Regions from separate parts of the Mus musculus genome. Here region 2 is linked to region 1. The links are chromatin contacts, called in public HiChIP or PLAC-seq maps. All regions are on one chromosome and are shown on one strand. The core of a region is the stretch at or near the end of the contact, and the rest is flanking DNA. Distances in the headings are between cores, read along the strand shown. Region 1 has its middle 140 kb from the start of Gm34259. Region 2 overlaps Arid1b (AT rich interactive domain 1B (SWI-like)).

Region 1 (5,082 bases), core at 1,356-3,855:
TGAATAAGGAGTTGTCTGCCCACAGATGAAAACTATGATTTTTATTGTAAAATTTAATGACTTTTTATTAAAAAATATAAAATTAGATGTATTTGTTGTTGTTTATGTGTACACACCACAGCGTGCCTGTGGAGGTCAGAGAACAGCTTGGAAAGTCAGTTCTTGCCTTCTACCGTGTGTGTGTGTGTGTGTGTGTGTGTGTGTGTGTGTGTGTCCCAGGAACTGAACTCAGATCCTCAGGCGTGGATGCAACTGATTAACCCCCTGAACCAGCTTACCTGCTCCTTAAAGATTTTTATTTAGAGAAAAATAGAATCTGCATGGAAAGCACCAATGCTGTATGTTACAGGCAATGAATGACTCTGATGTCTACAGGAATTGAGAATCTATGGCAAATTCATTTAGATTCTCAAACAGAGATGTGGATTATGGGCCTCTCTGACTCTAGAAATCAAGGAGAGCCACATTTTCTCTGTTTCTAGCATCCTGTGCTCTCTCTTTCTGTGAAGTCTCCTGATACTTAAATCACAAGAATACTAGTAATCAAACAACCAGGGAACATGGAAAATTGGGCTAGAACTGCCTACATGCCTGGCTTCTATTACTCTCTTCATACCCAAGGTCTCTACCCACTCTCCCAAGCAAACTAAGATGCATTAAATTTCAGTTGAAGATACTGACCTGCAAAGATATTAGCTGCTTTGTCCAAAGCTATTCAGCTGGTAAATAAGACCTAGGACCTAGCTCTTTCTGGTGCCAGCTCTCCCTCTCTCAGATCTTGTATTCTTTAGCTTTATGCTGTGTGTGTGTGTCTGTGTGTCTGTGTGTCTGTGTGTGTGTGTGTGTGTGTGTGTGTGTGTGTGTGTGTATGAGAGAGAGAGAGAGTAGGTCAGAGGATAACCTCAGCTGCTGTTTTTCAAGTGCCACCTTTCCCTTGTTATTGAGACAATGTCTCTCACTAGTAAGAGAGTTGACAATTAGGGCTGTGCTGGCATTCTATGCCTACCCATGACTGGAATTACAAGCAAGTGCCAGCATACCCTGCAGTTTTTAAATGACTTCTTGGAATTAAACTCAAGTCTTCATGCTTGCAAGGCAAATTCTTTATCAATTGGACAATCAACCCAGCCTCTGTGTTCTTTCACCTTCTGCCACCTTGGTTTCTCATTGCTCACCCATCTTCCTACCTCCACAAGGCTGCCTCAGGCATCCTCTTCTTCCATGTTGACATCAGTCATATATTATGCAATTAGAGCCTGCTTTGACATAGGATTCTGTTCGCAAGACTGGCCCTGGCTATCTGGGGTTGGCATATACTGACCACAGTGCCTCTACAGTGGCCTGCACTGGGAGAGTGCTCAGATTTCTTCAGTCCAGTCATAGGCTCCAAACAGTTGATTTTGGGGGACTGGTTATGGGCTAAAATGATTCCCTCTGTGTCCAAGAGAGAAAAAAATGAGTAAATACTGAAGACAGTCTATAGCTACAGCTCTGACAGATAGGATGAGGTGGGTTAACTATCTGCATGGTCAGCTTAGAAAAGTGAGGCCCACCAGAGGGGGCTTCACTTATGCTGAGAACAGCAGGATCTGAGCACTTCTCTTAGCAATGTTCTTTGTTTTCTTGTGCTTTTCTTAGGACAAAGTAAGATCAGTTAGGTTCCTGATTATGATGTAAAACTTTTCCAGGGGGTAGCTCGGTGGGCACTGCCCAGATACGGCTCCAGGCAGCCTCATTCTTTTAATGGTGTTCACTATTTAGAGAATTAGGCAATCAATACTTTTCCTCACATGACAATAAGCTGTAGACTGTGAGATGAGGCATGGTGGTACTTTATTAAGTGGATAATCATGGAGAGTTATGTAACTCATCTATTTTTCTTTTTACCTTGGGTTCTTGGAAATCTAGAGATCAATTTTATTACTCAATAATATTTCAAAAATCACACTTAAACTAGGTTTTTGGTACATTTACTGCTCTTACTGAGATTCATGAATAAATTGATACAGTCAATAGATAGTGCTATTTTCTGGCCACAGTAGGATGCTCATTGTTTAAATTTAAGGACCTTTTCTCCCTTAAAGAAAACCAGTTTGAGTTATATTTGCAGTGTGACGTATGCAGCTCTTTTACCTATAGCCTCCAAGGAGGGAAGAGTGTGCCAAGAGCACGGTGGGCAACACCATTCATTCCCTAGGCAAAGGGTTTGCAGTGTATGAGTGGAGACATCAAGCTAACCACAAGCAAGCAGGCATGAATCCATTTCTTCACGCTCTTGACCATGAATGTGACTTGATCAACTGTCTCAAGCTCTCGCTGCCATGATTTCCCTGCCGTGACTGACACTTGGGATTGTAAGATGAAATGAACCCTTTCTCTGTGAAGTTCCCTTTTGTCAGGGCATTTTACCATGTCAATAGACATCAAAGTCGGGGAGCAGGTGACCTAATATGATTTGTGATTTTATTGTTATTACTACACAGGGCTATATAATGCCTTTGACATGCATGTTTGTAATCAACTTTGAACATATTTCCCTTTATGCTCCCTTTCTCTCCCTCCTCCTCCCTCGTCCCATGAGCCCCTTTTGAGTCCAGTTTCACTTTTACTTTCAAGTCATCTGTGCAGTTTTATGTATCATGTCAATACATGATTTATATCTGTAAAGTCCAGGACTCCAAAAATGAGAGATAACATGTGGCATTTGACTTTCTGGGGTGACTTAATCTGCCTAATATGATTATCTTCCATTGTATCCATTTTCCTCGAAAAGGATAGGACTCCACTCTTCTTCACGGTGAGAAAAACTGCATCGCAGGATAGTGGTTTTTGATGACAGCCTCTAGGGAACATGTAAATGTAGATGGTGTGGTATCCAGTAGATGAGTGATACCGGAAGAGGAAGGGCAGCCATGCTTGATCATGGAGCATAGTGTAGCAGCCAGGATCCTTCAAGACTGGGGACGGTAAGTCAGGCACCACAATCACAGTCAGAAGTGCAAGCTGAAACAAGGAGGCCAGGATTTGCTCAGCAGAAGCACTGCTAGAGACTGTCTTAGGCAACATCCTGTTGTGGGACCTCCAGGACCCTGTGCATAAATGAGGTAGTGAGACTCACTAGGTGAAGAGTCCAAGAGGGCAGGAGGCTCTGCATCAGATGGCTATAGGTGTCCGTGTTATAGAATTGCTTATTTGCTTATTTGCCTGTCTTTCCTTACTTGATTTCCTTGATAATGTTATCTTCCTAACAGCCAAGTAAGGCATAGCATCACTTGGATGACAACCATACACATGGGAACTCATCATTATTTTCCCATTTTTGTTTCCCAAGTGTCTTCTTGAGCTTACACAGCCATGTGATGTGCCCACAGTGAAGTCCTGGTCTTTGAAATGAGAGAGCCAGACAAGGTGATGTGTAAAAATATTTCTGTGCCCTTCAGTCCTATAATTCCATTGTTCCACTAATCTAGAGTGCCAGAAATAGACAAAACCCAGCTAAGGGAAAGTGTCAGTCAGCGTGGGCTGCTCTAACAGAATACCGTAGCTTGTAGCTTCAACAGGAAACACTCATTCCTCACTCAGTAGACTAAAAGCCAGTGGCAAGGAGTTAATAGACCAGGCACATACCGACGTCTCCCTTCCTAGTGTGTAGACATCTTCACGTGAACCCACAAAACCTCGAGAAAGACCCTGCCTCTCTCTGGTTTTTCTTATGAGGACACTGATTTACACTGATGGCTTCACGGGCCTCACTGCAAATGCCACCATACAGGGAGCTGGCAATCCTGTCTAGGAAAGAGAATAAGAAAACCAAAGCAGAATGAGGTCAATGTGAAGGGGTAGGGAATAGATTATTTGTACATTTTTGACCTTAGGCATGGTGTGCAACCAATCACCTTACACCGTATTTTCCAGACTTGGAGCTTGAATGTGAATCCTCCTTTCAAACTGAGTGAGTGTGGTGGGCATGTGTGTTTGTGTGTGAGCATGCATGCTTGCCTCCTCTGTGGCCAGTCCTTAGTGAGTGCTGTAGTTTTGACTGGAAACCCAACACCAGCCCTCTAAGTTATAAGCCCTCTGGTGGTTGCTAGAAAATGCACTGGGAAAGGGCAGACCCTACTGACATTGACCTTTGCCATTTAATTCCGACTACAGAATACTCCAGGTCGCTGTTCCCTGTGACTGGTAGGTGCCGGCAGATTCTGTATGTAGGGAATGGGGGACAGAGCCAGCAATTTAATTCTCTCATACTTAGAGCGTCAGAAAACCTCACCAGAACCAAAGGATATGAGACCTTAATTCTCTGAGTGCCGAGTTATCTGACTCACGCTGTTTCAAAGATTCAGGCTCATGGCCTAACCTGATAACAAATTCTTTCCATTAAGAAATTGCTGTCTCCAGTGAGCCTGCCTTTTGAAGCAGTTCAGAGTGCAGATGCCGGCAGAATGATGGGAGTGCCCATGAAATGGTTGCAGCCAGATCAGACCACCCAAACAAAAGCCCAACACAGCCCCATGCTAGGAACAGAATGTAGGGGAGACCATCACACTCTTTGGAGCCAGGGAAGATGATAGAGAGAGATTTCCTGGTGTATGTTTCACCACAGGATTCGGGAACCTGATTTTCCGGGTGATGTACCATTAGTGAATCTCTAGAGAACAGCAACAGACACGGGAGAAAATGCTCACTGGCAAGCACACACAGCCCCCATGTACCAGCACGGCTGTCAGCCCAGCGGTCATAGAAATGCCCTGACGTCATGAACATGTAACAGTAAGGCGGATATAACTGTGTGAAGCACTTGCACTTTTTGCATGTATTTAGAGACATGTGCCTATTCAGCTTTGTCTGGATTTCAGAGTTGGGACAGTTGGGGTGTGTGGGGTGGACTTGAGGGGAAGGAGGTATTGGGAACAAGGGAGGAAGAAATTGCCAGCCACGCACCCTTGGGATCTTTCAGAGTGGCATTCTTCTGGAGTTTTGCCTACAGCACATTTTCAAGCTTATGTATATCTGTTCAGGTTTTTCTTTCTCCTTTTGGTAGGAGCAATGCCTGAACATTTCCTACCATCCTACCACTAC
Region 2 (5,311 bases), core at 667-3,166, 720 kb before region 1:
GCTTTTAAATTTCTTTAAGAGAGTTAAGTCTTGAAAAATGATGGCAATGAACCACACTGCTCAGAAACAGAAGATAATGTCTATTCCCCATGATGGAGGTGTGCGTCTAGATTTGAATGACTCGAAGTCAGATTAGAGTTGATATTTTATTAAGGCTACATAGAGACCACAATCTTTCCATACTTAACTGTTAATGTGACCCTGGGCTTTGCACTTTGGCTGGTTGCCTACAATGTGGGAAGTGGGAGGCAGTTCAGCTCACACCACAGGCCACAGCTGGCCAGCTGTGCAACACACCTCCTCTATAAAGGCTCTCTCTGACCCAGAGCAACCTTTCTAGTTATGTGAACAATATGTTTGTGGACCCAGACACATGAATTCTGCACCTTAAAGAAAAACCCACATGTTTACAAGTTCATCATATCCACACTGCTGCTGTTTATTAAGAAATAAAGTTGTAGAGTCATGAAAATTTTAGGCCGATACAGATGTACATATTCTAATTACATGTAGTTTTTCAGCACAACATATATATATATATATATAAACAAACTAGATTTTCAAATAAAAAAATCTGAAACTTTTTTTTAAAAGAAATAGTTTCCTTGCAGATCATTATAAAACAAGCTAAAGCAGAAGGTGACATGTCAAGACAGCTTCAGCATCTACGTGCTCCATCACATCTGCCTGGCTTCCCTTTATGTGTCCTGTGTGACTGCCATTCAGACGGAAACTTTTCATACTTATCCACAAATCTTACTCTAAAGAAACCAGGCCAAGTGCAGCTGATGAGCAACCGAGGCCCCGGACCACACTGAACACCAAACAGAGTGATAAGCTCAACCGAGTGGAAATGCTATCTATGTTTTGCTAAATATTTATCATGTAGTGTACGCCCAAACTGGTTCAAGTACAAAGCTAATTTAGTCAGTATTCTGTAACTTGACCTTGTATATGTGTGTGCACATATGTACATACAAATGCACATTATGTATGTTAGGGGTAAGGGTTTGGAGTTAGGATCTTAAACATAAGGCAGTAAATAAATTCTAATTACATTTCATAAAAACAATTTTATATTTTGAAAACATAAATGTATTATAAACTCCATGTTATATATAAATATATGTTAACTAAAGTACTAAAATATGATGAAAATGTGGATATATTAAAATTGTTCCCCCCAGTGCTACGTACCTAGCACAAAAGTTGAAAGCTATTATAAAATCACGATGGCACTTATGAGCACGCGCCACGCGACCTCAGACAGCCATATGCAAGCCAAGCATGAGGGCCAGGCCACAAGGACAGATGGCCTGATCCCAGGAGGACCAGGAGATGTTTTAAAAACAGATACATTTTTACATTAACAATGTGCCGCTCAGCCTGCTCCTAGTGCTGCTGTGGCGCTGTCTTAGCTGCCACCCTCTCCGAGTCCTGCACCCTGCATAGACGTAAGAGGAACAGCAAAGGAGAAAAACCTCCAACCATAAAATAATTATACCAAAATCGATACGGTTTAAACACAGGGGAGTGGTTACAACCACAGATCACAGAACATCTTCTAGGCCCTTTGAAGTTTAAATTAAACGATGTGGCACAGTCTTGGTTATAGAATTAGTATAGAAAGACAATGCAGAGCAAAGAAAGATGAGGTATACTTACATTTAACTGTGTAAGCTCTACCCTTTACGGGGCAGGGGAGTCTTGATTTAGGGGAGTTTCTTTGAAGAATCTGTTTAATTAGGCAAGCCAATAACTACAAAGCTCAGATAGAATTCTCCAGAGAAAGATGGATGGAGATATATATAGTTTGTTTTCTTCTCTTTACAGTTCCCTGCTCCACCCCCTGGGTTCCACACGAGTCATGTTACCCACTTCCTTCTTTGACACAGACTGTTTAATGCGGCCTAATTTTCTACGGGCACCCAAAGCAAAGCCCAAGCACATGTGAAGGAGACTGCGCCCACTGCAGGGCATCAGAAGTCAAGAGAGGATGTTTTCAAGGCGACTGCCTCAGAGTATGTCCTCATTCCAAACTGCTCCTCACTGAAGCACATCTATTATAAAAAAAGATGACACAAGAGAGGAGGAAATCTCCAAAATTAAGTAATAACTGTGTAAAAATGCTTTGCTATTTATGTTCACTCTTTAGACTTCAAAAGTATTTAATATTAATATTCTATAACAAAGAGACGTAAACATCTTGTCTCTACAGAATTACCATCAGGCATTTATTCACCTCAGGTGAGTGTGAAGGTTCCTGGGGCTCAGCATGTGGGCAGCTGTGGAGCAGGACCAGCCCAGAGAAGGAGGCATGCAGCTCCCCCTGTCAGGGCACTCACATATCTTCATCTGTATCAGTGCTCTTAAAGACAACTGCTTCACATCAAGGGTATATGCTGACATTAAATGACAAGGGCACTCCTAAAACTCTGGGACTACTGTGCAGCCACCTGGATATGGAGAGAAGGCATTTTCTGGCACCACCACAAACAGCAGTATCATAGTCAGCTCCCCCCCTTTTTTAAAAAAAAAAATCAGTGTCTCAACTGTGATCCAAACAAAATGCTAAAAATGGAAAATTCCAGAAATATACAGTTCCTAAGTTTTACAACTGTCTGCCATTCTGGGTTGTGTGATCCCTTACCTGTCGCAGTCAGTCTGTGAATATCCCTTTGGCCAGGTCACCCATGCTGTATACCCAACCTGCCTGTTACATGTTGTTTAGCCATTGTCTCTGATGTCAGGTCACTCGGGGAGAACCTGAGGCCTTGTGATGTGAGTCAGTGGGGATGACTGGGCTCAGCCAGGATAAGATGCGTTTGCCTATGTCCATGAGCAGGAGGGACAAGAGTTACAGCAGAGAACGGTCGCTGTTCACACAAGCAAGCGTCCACACCAGCAAAGTCAGGAGCAGAGTCTGCCAGCCCCTTGTGCAGGGAAAGACGGCCCCCCATGGGCTCCTGGGCCCCTCTGTCTCCATGTTTTCCTGGGAGGAAGGAAAGCACCTGCACATGGAATTGGGTATGAGAATGGCTGTGGGAGCCTTGCTCATCTCTCACTGACAAACACTGGAAGGATGCCAGACATCCTCCAATTGGTGAACAGATAAACCAGGGCTGTGGGACCCACCGGTGTTAACAGAAAGCTACACACCAACACAAAGTAGCTGACTTTAACTACAAGCAGCAACATGGGTGAGCTGGAGCTCTGAGGAGGGAGCCAGCTGAGGGGCTAGCTACTGTGTGATTCCATCTATCTAGAAACACCAAATCTACAGGGAGAGGAAGTGGGTGTGCTTGTGAGGATCTGGTGTGGAGAAGGGGCAGACTCTGAGGGGCATGGAGAACCTCCCTAAGACAACAGAGCATCCTCTTGTGATTGTGTAAATGTTATTTTCAGTTTATAAAACAGCAAACCACAGTCCTTGGAAAACGTTAACGATTTTCCAGATGTGATTAAACCACCAGTATAGTCACATCCTCAAAATGCCCCTAATGTCCGACCTGTAGTACTTTCTCTATTGTCTTGATAAAGTGCTCTAGAACACTGGGTTAAAGCTTGAGTGTGGCTGGTGGCACACACCTGCACTCGCATCACCCAGGAAGCTGCAGCAGCAGGACCCAGAGGTAGGGACCAGCATGGGAACCAGAGTGGGCCAGGTTAGGGTAGGCTACACAAGGAGACCCTTTCTCAAACAAACAAAAATCAACTAATAGTTTATACAAATTTTTCTATGAATTAGAAACTGCTCTACTTTTATTTGGGGGTGTGTGGGGCACTTTGGGGCTTTTAAATGGTTCAGTTCAGACAGAAATGCCTATAGGTTATTTTCTGCAACTAGAAAAAAATCTTTTGTCTAACACACACACTCTAACACACACACTCACACACATACACACACACTCACATACACTCACACACACACTTTTGTCTAACAAAAGATTTTTTTCCAGTGCCCAGAATTGAACTCAGAGCTTCTTGCATACTAGAAATCTAATCTGTTCCAAACCTCTCTGTAATTTTGCAAAAACTAAACATAAACTGCAATTTTAACATGAAAAATAGTAAGTCAACCATGAGGAAACACACACGCACATGCACACGCACACTCACAGGCACACACTCACACACACACTCACACACACATTCTCACACACACACTCTCACACACACTCACTCACACACACACAGACACACACACTCACTCACACACACACACTCACACACACAGACACACTCACACACACACTCTAACACACACACTCACACACACACACTCACACACACTCACACACACACACACACACACACACACACACTCACTCACATACACTCACACACACACACACACTCCTATAGCTAATATACTAAGCAGTATGCTCAAGGTTAGACATGAGAACATTACATCGCCTTCAGGTCTAAAGCACAAATCTATACTACCTCTTCCAGGTCACTCTCAGACAGTTTACAACACGAGTTTTATAGTTCAAACCTTAAAACAGAAAGGCTCTCAAAGAATGCTATATTTACACTGTTTGAAAGGCAGTCCCCTATTGTACATCAGGGAGGTGCAATGCAGAACTCAAGAGTACCAAGCTTGTGCCCGCAAGTGGCTTTCTATTTGGAAAGCAATCTCTAGGAGAAATGTTTTCTACCACTGATACCAGAGAGTCTGCTCACTGGAGCCCTGTCAACACTTTACATTAAGTAGACTCAATTGCATTCAAACAAATTTTTATAGCCTTTGAGTTAAGCGTGAGATTTCTGAAATAGACAATATATAACCAAACATAAGAAGGAAATGGTCACTTGGGGCTAAGGTTCATTTGTGTCACATCTTACCAGGCATCACTGTTTTGATGAAAGCTACCTTATGTCCTGGCACAGTATAGTCACACATCACTGATTTTTGGGTAGGGAGGGCAAAAACCCCAAACTCCACAAAGGAGTAAGTACTGAGGAGGCCAGGTCAGGGGCATGACCTTCTAAACATGTACTCTCGAGTTCACTGACAGGCCTGCACAGACAGACATTTCATATGCAATGTGAGCTTGATGCCGTATTTACTTAAGAGGGGGAGGCACTCAACTATTAGTAATACAAAGCCACTATTTAAAAATGGGGGGAAAGTTCAAAATTGAAAATATAATCTGAGACAACTGCCTACACTTGAATGTAAAATCGGTCAAATTATGCATTTGCTTCCTAGCTCTTCCAAAATTTCAAGGAACCAGGGAAACAAAATAATTTCAAACTCACTATGATATCAGAGAGGCAGCTTTACAATATGCTATAAGAGAATATA

Evidence for each region. HiChIP or PLAC-seq counts read pairs in DNA pulled down with a chosen protein or histone mark.
Region 2: a contact with region 1 is called in a RAD21 HiChIP or PLAC-seq map of pro-B cells, with 6 times the contacts expected there. The contact joins two enhancer-like sites. A contact is called at or near these places in 1 of 15 datasets of contacts at CTCF or cohesin (pro-B cells) and 2 of 115 datasets of contacts at active chromatin or transcription factors (embryonic hindbrain and large pre-B cells).

The regions. Positions count from the first base shown.
Region 1 is chr17:4,473,849-4,478,930 of GRCm38.p6, reverse strand. No RefSeq gene overlaps it. Among named protein-coding and RNA genes, the nearest start is that of Gm34259, 140 kb to the left of the region's middle. Within about 2 kb of position 2,605, at least 12 of the 459 cell types and tissues checked have an H3K27ac peak or open chromatin away from gene starts, as enhancers often do. A contact at or near this core is called in pro-B cells, where this site is marked.
Region 2 is chr17:5,192,201-5,197,511 of GRCm38.p6, reverse strand. The region is part of intron 4 of Arid1b (AT rich interactive domain 1B (SWI-like)); the gene reads right to left. Among named protein-coding and RNA genes, the nearest start is that of Gm34854, 29 kb to the left of the region's middle. Within about 2 kb of position 1,916, at least 108 of the 459 cell types and tissues checked have an H3K27ac peak or open chromatin away from gene starts, as enhancers often do. A contact at or near this core is called in pro-B cells, where this site is marked.